Regions from separate parts of the Ovis aries genome. Here region 1 is linked to region 2. A link is a contact called in public Hi-C data. All regions are on one chromosome and are shown on one strand. Each heading gives the region's core, a stretch centred on a gene start, on an enhancer-like site or on the middle of the called end of the contact. The rest is flanking DNA. Distances are from core to core; before and after follow the strand shown. Region 1 holds the start of PPARGC1B (PPARG coactivator 1 beta). Region 2 has its middle 60 kb from the start of ARHGEF37.

Evidence for each region. A called contact is a pair of places that touch in the nucleus more often than the background predicts.
Region 1: a contact with region 2 is called in a Hi-C map of muscle, with 7 times the contacts expected there. The contact joins the promoter of PPARGC1B here to the enhancer-like site in region 2. A contact is called at or near these places in 2 of 16 Hi-C or Micro-C datasets (hypothalamus and muscle).

Annotation. Positions count from the first base shown.
Region 1 is chr5:58,842,774-58,848,798 of ARS-UI_Ramb_v3.0, reverse strand. It overlaps PPARGC1B (PPARG coactivator 1 beta), which reads right to left and starts at 2,345. Exons shown (of 12, transcript XM_027970395.2): 1 at 2,235-2,345. The coding sequence starts at 2,312.
Region 2 is chr5:58,758,651-58,764,896 of ARS-UI_Ramb_v3.0, reverse strand. No RefSeq gene overlaps it. Among named protein-coding and RNA genes, the nearest start is that of ARHGEF37, 60 kb to the right of the region's middle. Within about 2 kb of position 3,041, at least 11 of the 54 cell types and tissues checked have an H3K27ac peak or open chromatin away from gene starts, as enhancers often do. A contact at or near this core is called in muscle, where this site is marked.

The sequences.
Region 1 (6,025 bases), core at 1,096-3,595, 85 kb before region 2:
ACAGAGATCACCCGAAGGGCCTCAGCCCATCACGTGGTTACATAAAAAAAGCAAAACGTCCCAGATTAACTTCCACTGCACTGCTTCTGCTGATACACGATTACCCAAATTTCTAGTTTCCTTAGGTGAAATTTGCCTGCTGGGTAGGCACTCCGGACGGCTAAAAGGGCAAATGAGAGCCGAAGAACACTGAAGATGGTGTTGAAACCTTGGGTCGGGTCCAAAGTGGACGAGTTCTTCCTGTGGGTCTCTGGACGAGTCTCTGGCTATTTCAGGCCTCTTACATCCGCGTCTTAGTAGAGGGGTTTGGAGACACCCCCGGACAAGCGAGAGGGCCGAGGGCAGAACTTTCCTAGCAGCAACTCTGCCCGCTCTGTATCCAGTCCCCCCGGCCCCATACTGTCGGCTAGAGGGCTGGGGGCTAGAGGGCTGTGGGCGCGGTGGTGGTGCCGAGGCTGGGATCGGCCTTCGGAGCAGTCAGGGGCCCGGGGCGAGTGCCGGCGCCCCGTGATTGCCGCTGGAGCTCCGCTGCAGTTTCGTCAGAGGTAAAGGTACGCGCCCGGTGCGCGCGGCGTGTGCACACCAATACACACTACCGCGCACAGACCACTCATCACACTTTTCCCCGGGCCTGGAGAAGCGCGATCATACGCCACTAGCCCCTGCGGCCCCTGCCCGGAACCCACCCAAACGATCCCGCCACCAACCACGAGGCCCCGCGGCTCCCTGACGCATGGACGTCCGCAGCGATCAGGGACCGGCCTTCTTCTACGCGTGGCGGGCTTCCTCTCGGCGACACCCCGCCACGCCGCACGGTTCCAGCAGCCAGCGGGACTCGCCACCCAGAGTCCCCCAGAGCTGAACGTCTCGGCTGTTGCGTCCCCTCCAAGTCGCATCTCGCGGCAAGGAGTCAGCTAGCAAGCCTCTCCCCGCCCACCCGGTCCCATGACAGCTGCTGCCGCCCAAAGACAGGCAGATATAACAAGAAGCAAAGTTTCCCTCTCTCCCCTCCCACATCCCGCCCCCTCCCCCTCCCTTCCAGTGTTATGCAAAACAAGCCGGCACCGGCGCTCAGACTCCAGGTACCAAACCAGCCCTAGCAAGCCGCGCCCGGTAGAGCCCAGCAGCCCCTCTGCCTCCCGCGTGCATCCGCATCCGGGGTCTCATTCGCGGCTCGGCTTCACCCTCAGCCTCCCCGCTACCCGTGCCGGGGTGGCCGTAGAAAAAACCCTAACTATGGGGCCAAACTTTATGCTTGCAACAGGCAAGGGGTGGGGAAAACTGGGGAACGGGTAGGGGGCGCGCACTCCCTGTGCGGGCATTTTCCCGGCTGTTTATCCCAGCAGCAACCCCCCTCCGCCCCCGTTTCCAAGTAACCAGCTTCCTCGCCCCTCCCGGCCCAACGGAGCACCCTCTCCTGTCACGCGCGTGTCGCCAGTGGGTCTCCCAGGCGCAGCCTGAGCCGGGTTCGCCGCCTCGCCTGCCCTTCCCCCAGCATCGCCGAGCGCGCACCAGGGGCCGCGCGCTGCAGGGGGACCCAGGCGCCCCCAGACAGTCCTCCGGCCCCATCCTGCCGGGCTTTCGCCCCCGGGGGCTCCACCAGGTAGCGAAACCAGGAAGGTGCTATCCCCGCCCGCATGTCCACGTGCCCTGCAGACCCCTATGCCTTCAGCGGGAATTGGCAGAAAACTCCGCGCTGCGGGAGCTTTTGGAGAGCCTCAGGGGGGCTAGCTGTAGAAGACCGGGTACCCAGGACCGGAGGATCAGGGGACTCCGGGGACCGGGACAGGCGCCTGCGCCGGGGCCACAAGTCCACGTGAAAGTACGGCAGCAAGTGCCGGGAGCCTGAGGGCGCGCCTTCTGCACCCAGACTCAGCATGAGGGTCCCCAACACCTGACGCGGCTCAGCCTCTTCAAGGAAGCACCGAACCCCCCAGCTCAGCGGGCGGGGTGGGGGGGGGGGATGGGGGTGGGCCGGACTCCAAGCAACCGAGGCTAGACCCTCCCCAGAGGCCGTAGCGACCGCAACGGTCCGGCATGCGTGGTGGGGGGACCTCCAGCTACCTGTCCCCAGAAAGAAGTGCATCGCAGGGTGCATGGAAGGGGGCTCTGCAGTCTGGAACCCCCGATCCCCTCAATGCGCCCACCGCTGTCTCCCGGCCTCCGCAGCTGCGGCGGCAGCCCCCGCAGCTCAGCGGCCCTGGCTCCCCGGCCCTGGCCCCTGCTGATCTTACCTGCGTGTCCGCGAGATAGTTGAGGAAGAAGGAGGAGAGCTCCTCGTCCAGCAGCGAGCCGCAGTCGTTCCCCGCCATCTTCCAGCCGCGGCTGCAGCGTGCGGCGGAGTCAGCGCCGAGCCGGCCGGGGGGAGGGAGGGAGCGAGCGAGTGAGGGAGGCGGGAGGAGGGAGGGCGGCCGGCGGGAGGAGGGAGGGCGGAGCTCAGGCCCCCGCTGCCGCAGGGCCGCTGGCTGCGGGGGCGGGGCCGCAGGACGCCAGCGCAAGCCGGGGGTCGCACCCCCACTTTCCTGCGCAATGTGTGGCGCCGGGATCCTCGCCCGCGGCCCCCGGCCCGGGAGGAGAGCGCCCGCAGCCGGGTGACGGTACTCAGCCAGCAGCCCGATGCCTGCGCAGCAATGCAGGCAGCCCACTGCTCCTGCCGACCGAATCACGTTGCGTTAGCGCTGGGCGGGTCCTTACGAGACAACCTGCTTCGGCACAGCTGGGGAAACTGAGGCCTCAGAAGGCAGAGGACCTCGTTTGAAGCCACGATGTAGTTTAATACAGGAAAACAAAGCCCAGGTCTGACTGCCCTGGAGGCTTGAGTGTCTCGCTGGGCTGCAGCCAGAGAGGGAGGGATACCATAGGTCAAAGGTGGAGAAATCAAGGGAGGCTCCTCGGAGGGGGAAGCTTTTTTAAAAAAATCTTTTCTTTGGAAGATGCGTTGACCCATATTCTTAGCCATCTCTGTCTCTGGCTTCCTTCACTATGTACTTCGCCCCCGAAAACTTTAACTCCTTTTCTGACCACGGCCACAGTGCCTTGAAGTGGCCAGCTGCCTGCTGGGCCCCTGGCCTCCCCATTTCTTGGGTAAGCCATCCAACTACTGAATACTGTTCCCTGCCCACGGACATTCACCAAGTAAACCACATCTTTACTGTATCCCTCCCTGCTGCGCCTCGGACTGTCAACTCCCTCTCCTGCCACTTCCATCATTCCCTGCTGCCTTAGCTCTGCAGACCTTTAAAACACTGGTAACAGTTGCCATTTTACCGTAGTTACAGTGAAGATTTGATCTTCAGACCTCTTCCTTCTAGACTTTAAAGATCCAAGAAAGCAGGGCCTGAGTTTGCTTTTGCACATACTGTCTCCAGTGCCAGGCACATAGTAGGTTCTTAGTAATGTGTTAACTAAAAATCCCAGAGGATTTAGATCTCCCATTACCATCACCACACATTTCATAGATAAGAAAACGGCCTAAGGTCAAGGGTATGCATGGAGTGAGTGCCAGGGCCAGATCCAGAGCCCCCAGGCCTCCTGACGCCAGCCTTGAACTTTCATCATCATGCCCTGCTGTTTGCCAGCCGGGAGGTGAGGGCACAGCCTGGGTAAAGGCAGAAAGGCGGGAAGATTTCAACCAATTGCTCCTGCCGCCTGCTCTCCTCCCACCCCAAGCTAGCAAGGCCTGCCCCACCCTGCCCACCCTACTTGGCTCCCTCCCAGCCGGAGGAGGAAAGGAGAGTACAGGGAGAGTCCCCAGTACACCTGCTCAGACTTGAACACCAGGGCAGGAGCTTCCTTCTCCAGTCTGAGGTTCCCAGAACCAGAAGGCGTGATTTCACTCTCTGGGCTTTAGTTCAGGGCACTTTTAAGGAACAATGGATCCCAAGAGAAAGCCTACATGGAGCTTTGGAGCTCTAGCCTGGGAGTCAGCAGTCCCAGGCTCTGGTCCAGCCCATTATATCTCACTCCAATATTGGGCAACGCAGGGAGTTAAGAGTGTGGGCCCTCTAGTCAGAGCGCCTGGTTTCAAGCACCTGCAAGTCATTTATTCTCAGGCTTTGGTTTTCTCATCTACACAAACGGGGACCATAGAGTTACTTACTTAAGAGGGGTGTTATGATGATCAAGAAGCTAACATATGCAAAGTGTTTGGTATAGTCCCTGACTTCATGGGAGAAGTGCTAACCTCTCTAGTCCTTTGTTTCCTCATCTGTAAAAATGGGGGTGAAATATATGTCCCCCGAAGCCCTGACCAATGTTATTTTCCTCTCTTCCAGAGCTTATATGCTGCTGGCTACCTTGAACTCCAATAGGTCTGAATTTGAATCCTGGTGCTCACTAGCTTTGTGCTAGTTTACTTAACCTCTCTAAGCCTGTTTCCACCAGGTAGGGATCTTAAGAAGACTGAACGGAACAATGCATGTAAAATTAATTGCTTGGTTCTGTAGCCTGCAAAGAGGAAGTGCTGATTCTCACACTCATCATCATCACCACGGTCACCGGTGTCATCACCTTCAGCACTAAAGATGTGCTCTCCTGAGGCCATGCTTTTTTGCTGCTGCCTGTAGACATCAGAGCCAGAGCCTCCCAGGTCGCTGTTTCCAAGAAGCGTCCCTCCCAGATCCAGTCTCACCTCTGATTGGTGTTATGCCCCTTATCCCCCAGAGGCCATTCTTTGAGGGTCCCCAAGACTAGCCATCGCCAGCCTTGGCCTGGCAGAGCTGCAGTGCCAGACAGGGCCTCCCAGGGAAGCCCTCAACAGCACCACCCAAAAGCTTTTGTCTTTAATTGCCCAGCTACAGGGCCTTTCTCACTAATTCCTGTGTCCTCAGAATGGGCTACTCGTTGGCAAGAGACTCAGATGAGAAGGCACCTGACCTGAGATATCTAACTTCTTTTACAAAAACATCTTAAAAAAAAAAAAAAAAAACACACAAAAACATCTTATCCCAAGGATTCCTTTATTAAAGGCCACTCAATAGATCCTCAACCTCTTCACATTCTCTGATCCATAAAAGCCCTCAAGAAACCTAAAGGGCTATATAATCTGCAATCACCGTCCCCTCTCTGAGGCTGTTTCCATCCCTGTAGAAAACAAAAGAGTTGAGCTAAATCGACCTCTACTGAACCCTGTAGCCCAGATATTATGGGTGTTTATAGGTACCAGCCCAAACTTAACAGTTTCTTCTGCGCATGTGCCAGACAACTGAGCTTATTATCATCTCAGATTGACTTCAACACCCTGAGTATTTGGCAGTGTGATATTCATTTTATGACTGAGGAAACAAATGCTTAAAAGGGGTTGAAATGATTAGTCCAAGACCAAGCAGTTAGAGACACAGCTGAGATCTGAAGCCAGATCTGTGCACGGTGTAAACCCCAGACTCCAGTCATGACAGATACCTGGTCCCTGTCACCAGAGATTAAAATTCAATAGGTCGACAGTGGGCCCAGGAATCTGCACTTAATAGGCTCCCCTAAATGACTGTGCTGCAGGAAACTACCCATCAGTCAATAGATATTTGATGAGCACCCACTATGTGCCAGCTGGGATTATGTGAACCACGGATAAATCAGTGAACACAACAGCTGCCACCCCTGCCCACATTCTATTCAGAACGATTGCTTAGTAAATTTTTGCTGGTGAATGGGGGAGGGGACATGAGTCTTGATCATCACTGAAGTTTCCTGCCAGCCGCCCACAACTTGGTGATTCTCTGACCCAGGCCAGGGAGTCTGACACACCTGTTTCCCACCTATTTCTCCAGTCCCAGGAGGCAGGGATTCAAGCCAAGAGGAACTAAGAAGTCACCCAGGTTGTATTGTTAATTTAGAGAGCTGGCTCCGTCTCCTATTGAATTGTAGAACTTGAGAACTGTGGAGTGTATGTTACCCATAGGCTTCACTGCACATGTAGCAGAACGTGGCCGAAGCTACACACCCCTTCGGGACAGAGCCGGGACAGAAGCCGGGGCTCCAGGTTGGACGCATCGTGATCAGGTATCTTCACAGGACAGACTTCTCCTCA
Region 2 (6,246 bases), core at 1,792-4,291:
TGTTGGCTGTTATTTTGAAGCGAAAGGGGAACTTATGGGTACCTGTAAACAAACAAGCGACAGAAAAGATGGAGTGGCCCTGACTCTGGGTGGGTCACTGTGAGACACGAACCCCATCAGAGGGTGCCTACTGATCTACCTGTGACTTTTGTCTTTCTCGCTCACTCATTCTCTATTGCTGTCCTGTTCTGTCTTTGTCTGTCTCTCTCCCTCTCCCCCACCCTCTCTCCTGTCTCATTTTCTCCCTTATCTTCACATACCGGTTTCATTCTGTTGGGACCATATTCCCAAGATGTGGGACCATGAGTCTCAAGCAGGGTTGCCAGTTAAATTCAGGGCACCTAGTTAAATCTGAATTTCAGATAAACTATGAATAATTTTTTTAGTACAAGCATGCTCCATTTGGGACATACCAAAGACTATTTGGATTTAGGACTAAATAAGATGGATAAAAGGGCCTCCCAGGTACCTCAGAGGTAAAGAATCTGCTACCAATGCAAGAAACATAGGAGATGTGGGTTCAGTCCCTGGGTCAAGAAGATCCCCTGGAGAAGGAAATGGCAACCCACTCCACCATTCTTGTCTGAACAATCCTATGGACAGAGGAGCCTGGCGGGCCACTGTTCATGGAGTCAGACATGACTGAGCAACTGAGCATGCACACATGCAAGATGGATAAAATCCTTACCTTTGGGAAGCTTCCTTTCTAATGAGGAAAGCAAGCAACAAACAGATAAACAAGAAAAAAAGAGAGAGGGGCACGAACTATTATGACAGGAAGACAGGGTGATGAATAGTGAGTGTTGGGGTCAGGGTGCAGAAGGTTGGAGACTACCCAGATGGAGTGGTCAGTGAAGGCATTGCTGAGAAGCTGACCTGTGTGGCAAGAAGCCAGCAAAGGGCAGATCTAGGACAAGAGTGTCCCAGGGAAGGAAAAGGCCAGTGCAGAGTCCCTGAGTCAGAAAGGAGCTTAGAGTAATTGAGGAATAGAAGGAAGAAAGCAAGTGTTGGCCGAATTACAGTGATCAAGGTGGAGGGTGGTACGTGATGCCATGGGAGGGAGGCAGGGTCCGTTATGCAGGCCCGGTTAGGTCTGAGTAAGGAGTCTGGGTCTCGTTCGAATTTAAGCACAGGCGTGACGTTCTCTAATTTAGTTTTCCGAAGGATCACTTCGTTCTGTGGAGAGTGGGTGAGGGGAAAACACAGGGGTGGGGATCGAGAGAGTGTCAGGGGGCTCCTTCAGGAGCTCGGGCGGGACAGGAGGGGTGGAGGGAGTGGAGAGGGGAAAAGTGGACCAGCTGGGAAGGTTCTGGAAGTAAAGTTGACAGGCCTTGCTGAAGGACTGAATATAGAGGGCTGAGAGGAAGAGAGGAAGTGGAATGAATCCTGGGGTTTTGGCATGAACAACGGAGAGAAGACTGCAGGAAGAGTGTTTCTGGGCTCATGGTGGCAGATTAGGTATTTGTTGGCACTGTCCCTTACAGGCGCCTAGGGAAGTGTGACAGGCTCTTAGGAGAGAAAGAGATACAATTCAAATTCCATAGTCAATTTTATTAAACATAATATATCACGTGCATATTGTAATACACGAAGAAAGACAAAAGGCACGTGCGAAAAGTGCCTTTTCACAAAACTGAAAAGCAAATCTGGACCAAGTGCTTTTGGTGGAAAATCCCACGGACAGAGGAGCCTGGCAGGCTACAGTCCCATGGGGTCGCAAAGAGTCAGACACGACTGAGCGATTTCACTTTGTGCTTTTTCAGGTGGGGATGGGGACACATGACTCCTAAGGGGAAGTGCCATGCCTTGGAATCTCTGGCTTGGGAGGGGGCGTGGGGGGCGGGGTAGTGTAAAGGGGAAGAAGGTAGATGTTAAGATTTTTCCAGTTGTGTACATGCCTCTGCCTCATGTCAGAGGGGTGGGAGAAGGGTGAAAAAGAATTGGAGAAAAAAACATTTAGAAACATGGCAGGGAACAAACATCAGGAGAAAGAATATCCACAAAGGCGTATCAGCAAGGCTATCTCCACTGCTCTGCCTGGGCTCTGAGGGAGCTTCCTGACAGGGTGAAGTAATCCAAGATGGCGAGCTCTAATCACCACGGAGTATCCGAGGACATGGTCACGTTATGTTCCCAGGGGGACAACCTTTGGCCTCTTAAGACATCCACTTGCTTTCAGTTGGGAAAGCGCCTACGCAGTGAAGGGGTATTTTTTAGAGCCTGAGGTGGTGAAGGGTCAGAAACACAGATGTTAGAGCAAAGGCTGAATGTACTCAGAGCGTCAGCCCAGAGAAGACTCGGGTGGGGGTCACGGTGGGCAAACCTGGGGAAGAATCCTTTGGAGGGGGTGGGAGCCAGAAAAACTGGCGGTGTCTTTGAGGAGCATTCAAGCAGCGTTCCTACGTCACAGACACAGGGCTAACGCCTCCATGACACAGTGCTAACGCCTCCGTGAAAGATCCCGTCTCGACATTCCAACAGCCCTTTGAGGTAGGACTGTTTCCTGGCTTACCCACAAAGAGGAAAGTGAGGTTTTAGGGAGATGAAGTAACTTGTTCGATGAGGTCACACAGCTGGTAGGTGTGGAGTCGGGATTTGAATTTGGATGCTTTGCAGTGGGAAGTCTGGGCTCCTGACCCCCACAGCCTCTTCATCCCATACCCTCTCCATCCCAGCCCCTCACCTACAGGCAACCCATCTTGTTCCTTAGGTTCAATCCTGTCCTCAGATAGGAGAGTTTCCAGCAGCTCTGGCCCCTAGGGCTCCAAATGAAGTTCCTCGTGCCCAGTGCTGAATCCTGCCTCCTGCCAGTTTCTGATTTTAGTGGACCTGATTGCTAAGTCCCCAGGGCCTAGTACTTGAACTTCAACCCAAAGACTGGTACCCACTCTCTGACCTGGCCTTGATATCTTTCCTGTCTGAACATGAGGTGATACTTGTCCTTAAGTGCCCCATTGCAGTTCTGGACACCTACTATCTGTCCCCATATCTCTGGGGCGTGTGTCCTGGGATCACAGTGATCTCCCAACCTCACAACTTGTCACCTGACTTGACCCTCTTCCTGGCCCTGGCAGCTGGGACTATGTTGCCAGCCCCAGCCCCGCTCCAGGGGAGAGGCCTGGGTTTCACTGCAAACTAGACACCAGCCTATTCCATGAAATGCCTATAGAATAAGGTCCACAGAGGCTGGTTGCTGTTGAGATTTGTAGGGGTTATTTTTTTGTTTTTATTTTTCTTTAGCTTGCAGATCTTGAGAGCTTCCTATGTGCCAGCACTGGATTAATCAGGTAAAGTGGATTCCCTCACATCACCCTCAAACAGCCCTCTGAGATATGAACAGAAGCTGCGGTGATTGCTATTACTGCACTGGCCTTTTCCCAGACCAGAGACTCTGCTGATGTGCCCAGAATCACTGAGACCCCAGAATCAAGACAAGCAGGCTCTTCCCTGGCCAGAAGCCCCACCTCCAGTTCCTATCTCACTGCCCCTCCCGAGCCTGGGCCAGACTCGAGGCCCTATGGCTAGAAGGAGGTGATCCCCTCCTCCCGCATGCAGCCTGGCTCTGCTCTCACACAGTGATCTGTGGGTCTCCTCTGGGTCTGCTTCTCCGGACCCTGTAGGAACAGCTTCAGCTGCCCCAAACAAGGGTTGATCTGCAGATTCTCACAGCCACTGACCCCGAGCCTGACCCACTCAGCTGCTGTCTACAGCTGAACACTCTTTCAAGAGCTCTGGGTGGGGAGGGCCCGACTGTTCCCTGACCCAGGGAAGGTGTAGCAGACTTGGTGATGCTCCCAGTCTCCTCTGAAGGCTGGGCAGCCCAAGGGGCAGAGGCATCTGGAGCTCCAGCTCCACTATCCACCACCTCCCTGTTCCCTTAGCCACTAAGCCACATAAGAGTCACTGTCCAGTCAGAAAGAGAACCACTCTATGACTTGTGAACAGAGAGACATGGGGAGGGAGTTACACAGGTTAAAGAAGACCCTGGAAGCACCACAGGGATTAACAATAGCAAAAAGACACTCTAGTCTCTAGGTTGGAGGAACGCAGGGAAGCGGCAGTGTTACTAATGCCGGTATCTGACGCTATCTGACAGAAACTGGAAGCACAGCCAGGCCTTCCCAAGGCCAAGAGGCAAGGAACCTGGAACCATGGAGGAGACCAGCCAAGGCAGAGATACAGCCTGAAACTGAGAGAGGGAGAAATATCTAGAGTTCTCCTCTCCTCCTTCCTGCCAGTGTCTCCCACTGGCCAAACATACCAGAAAATCAGAGGTCAGAGGAGCTTGGGAAATGTAGTTCTCTCTAGTACACAGCAGAGCTGGTCAGGGAATGAATGTGAGAGTGAGCAAGCAAATGACTAACCTCTGGAAATGAGAGCTGCTCAGAAGGGGTGGATGCAACTCCTACACCCGCTCTGGCCTCAATTTTTCTGAGGCTCAAGGCTGTTCCAAACCTTCAGCCACTGAACTCCCTTCCTACGCATAGGCCTCAAGGCTGCCCAGACCCCTGATGCATGGGTCCAAGGCAGGGAACCCAGAACCACCACCCTGAGGTGCCTGGAAGCATGGGAGCTGCCTGAGTCCTAACGGAACAGCACTCACTAGTGCTCCTGAGCTCAGCATAAATCAGAGCCCGCAAGGACAAATCTAATCTCCCCCTCTCTTTGTTCCTGAATCTGCTACTGGAACCTCCAGCAAGGAGCTTTGGTCCCCAAAGCTGCTGGGTCTCCTGGGAACACCCTGAGAAGATGCTTCTGGATGCAAAGGGCCCTAAGCCTATGAGCAGAGTCCTGCTTCAGTGCGCCTGCATGCCTGATTATCGCCTGAATCCCTGAATCGCTGCCTGACTTGTCCTGAGGCAGTGAACTGCAGAAAGTCCTATCACTGGGGAGAGGCAGGAGAATCTAGGACACTCCTGCCCATGACTGAGATTGTCCTGGATGGGAATGCTGCCCACCCTGACCCAGATGCAGCAGCAGGGATCCAGACCAGGGGAAGTCCCAAGAATCCCTTTGGGGTGTAACAGCAGCCTCTGAGGGAAAGGCTGGAACTAGTTTCCACGAGGCCCTCACAAGCCAGGGGGGCTTCATCTACATAAGGGAGTGGCCAGGCCTTGTCACCAGCCCCTATACTGAGAGAAAGACAGGCCCTGCAAACCTTCCTCCAAATGTCATGTCATCTCCCCTCACGTCCCCATAATAATGATAAGTATGTTTATTGAGTGCTAATGAGTCAGGTCCTGGCTCATTTATTCCTCAAAAGAACCTTGTGAAACAGGTCCTATGGAGATCCTCATGGATGGTCAGAAAATATGGCTCACAACCTAACAGAAGTTTGATGACAACAATAGTCACAATAGCATAAAAGAGAACGGTGCTCCCCAGAGATCCAAGGAAGGAAAATTAATGTCTGATGAAGTAGTGAGTGAAGTGGAGACACACGTAGGGCTTTCACAGGACATAGACATGAAGCTAATTCTTCAGAGGAGATTCTCCACCAGGGCAGCCAACCCACACTCTGGCAGAAGATGTACTAGGGGGGGATCTTCTGTGACCTGCACAATCTCCACACAGAAGAGTTCACATCAAAAAACAAAACAAAACCCTGGTATTTGATTTCTCTCAAAAAATCAGAATGCCTGGCACCACTTGGCCCTCATTCTGATGTGGCAACACTGACCGAAGCCGAGCAGCTGTAAGCTCCTGCAGCTGGAGTGTGTTCCTGCTGGTCCATAACAGCCCCTGCCACTCCCTAGGGTCTTTCACCTGGCCCTTCCTCCCATCTGCACCACCTGCCTGGCAGCCTCTGTATTCAATTTGACTGGGGGCTCTTCCAGGCCCAATCTCAGCTGATAGAGCCCTGCTGCCACCTAGTGGTCCAAGTTCACAAGTTCCCTCACTACACAGCAGTGACGCTCCCGTTGTGATCAACCACCGTTCACAAGCGTTTCCTTCAATCCTCTCACTTGCCCTGCGAGAAGAGGAATTGCACACACTTTACAGAAGAGAAAAACATCTGGGACACTCCAGCCCATGTCTTGGATTGCCCTCAATGGGAAAGGTGCCCACCCTGACTCAGAAAAAGGAAGTTCAAAAATTACTGATAAGAAAAACAGAAGACCAAGGGGCAGGCTGGGGACCCTCATCAAGCTTGTTCACATGCACAAACTTGTAGTAGATAAGTTTGCTACTTGCCTGTGGCCAGGTAGGCCCTTACCCTTGTAAGGCCTACACATGTTAAGGCCA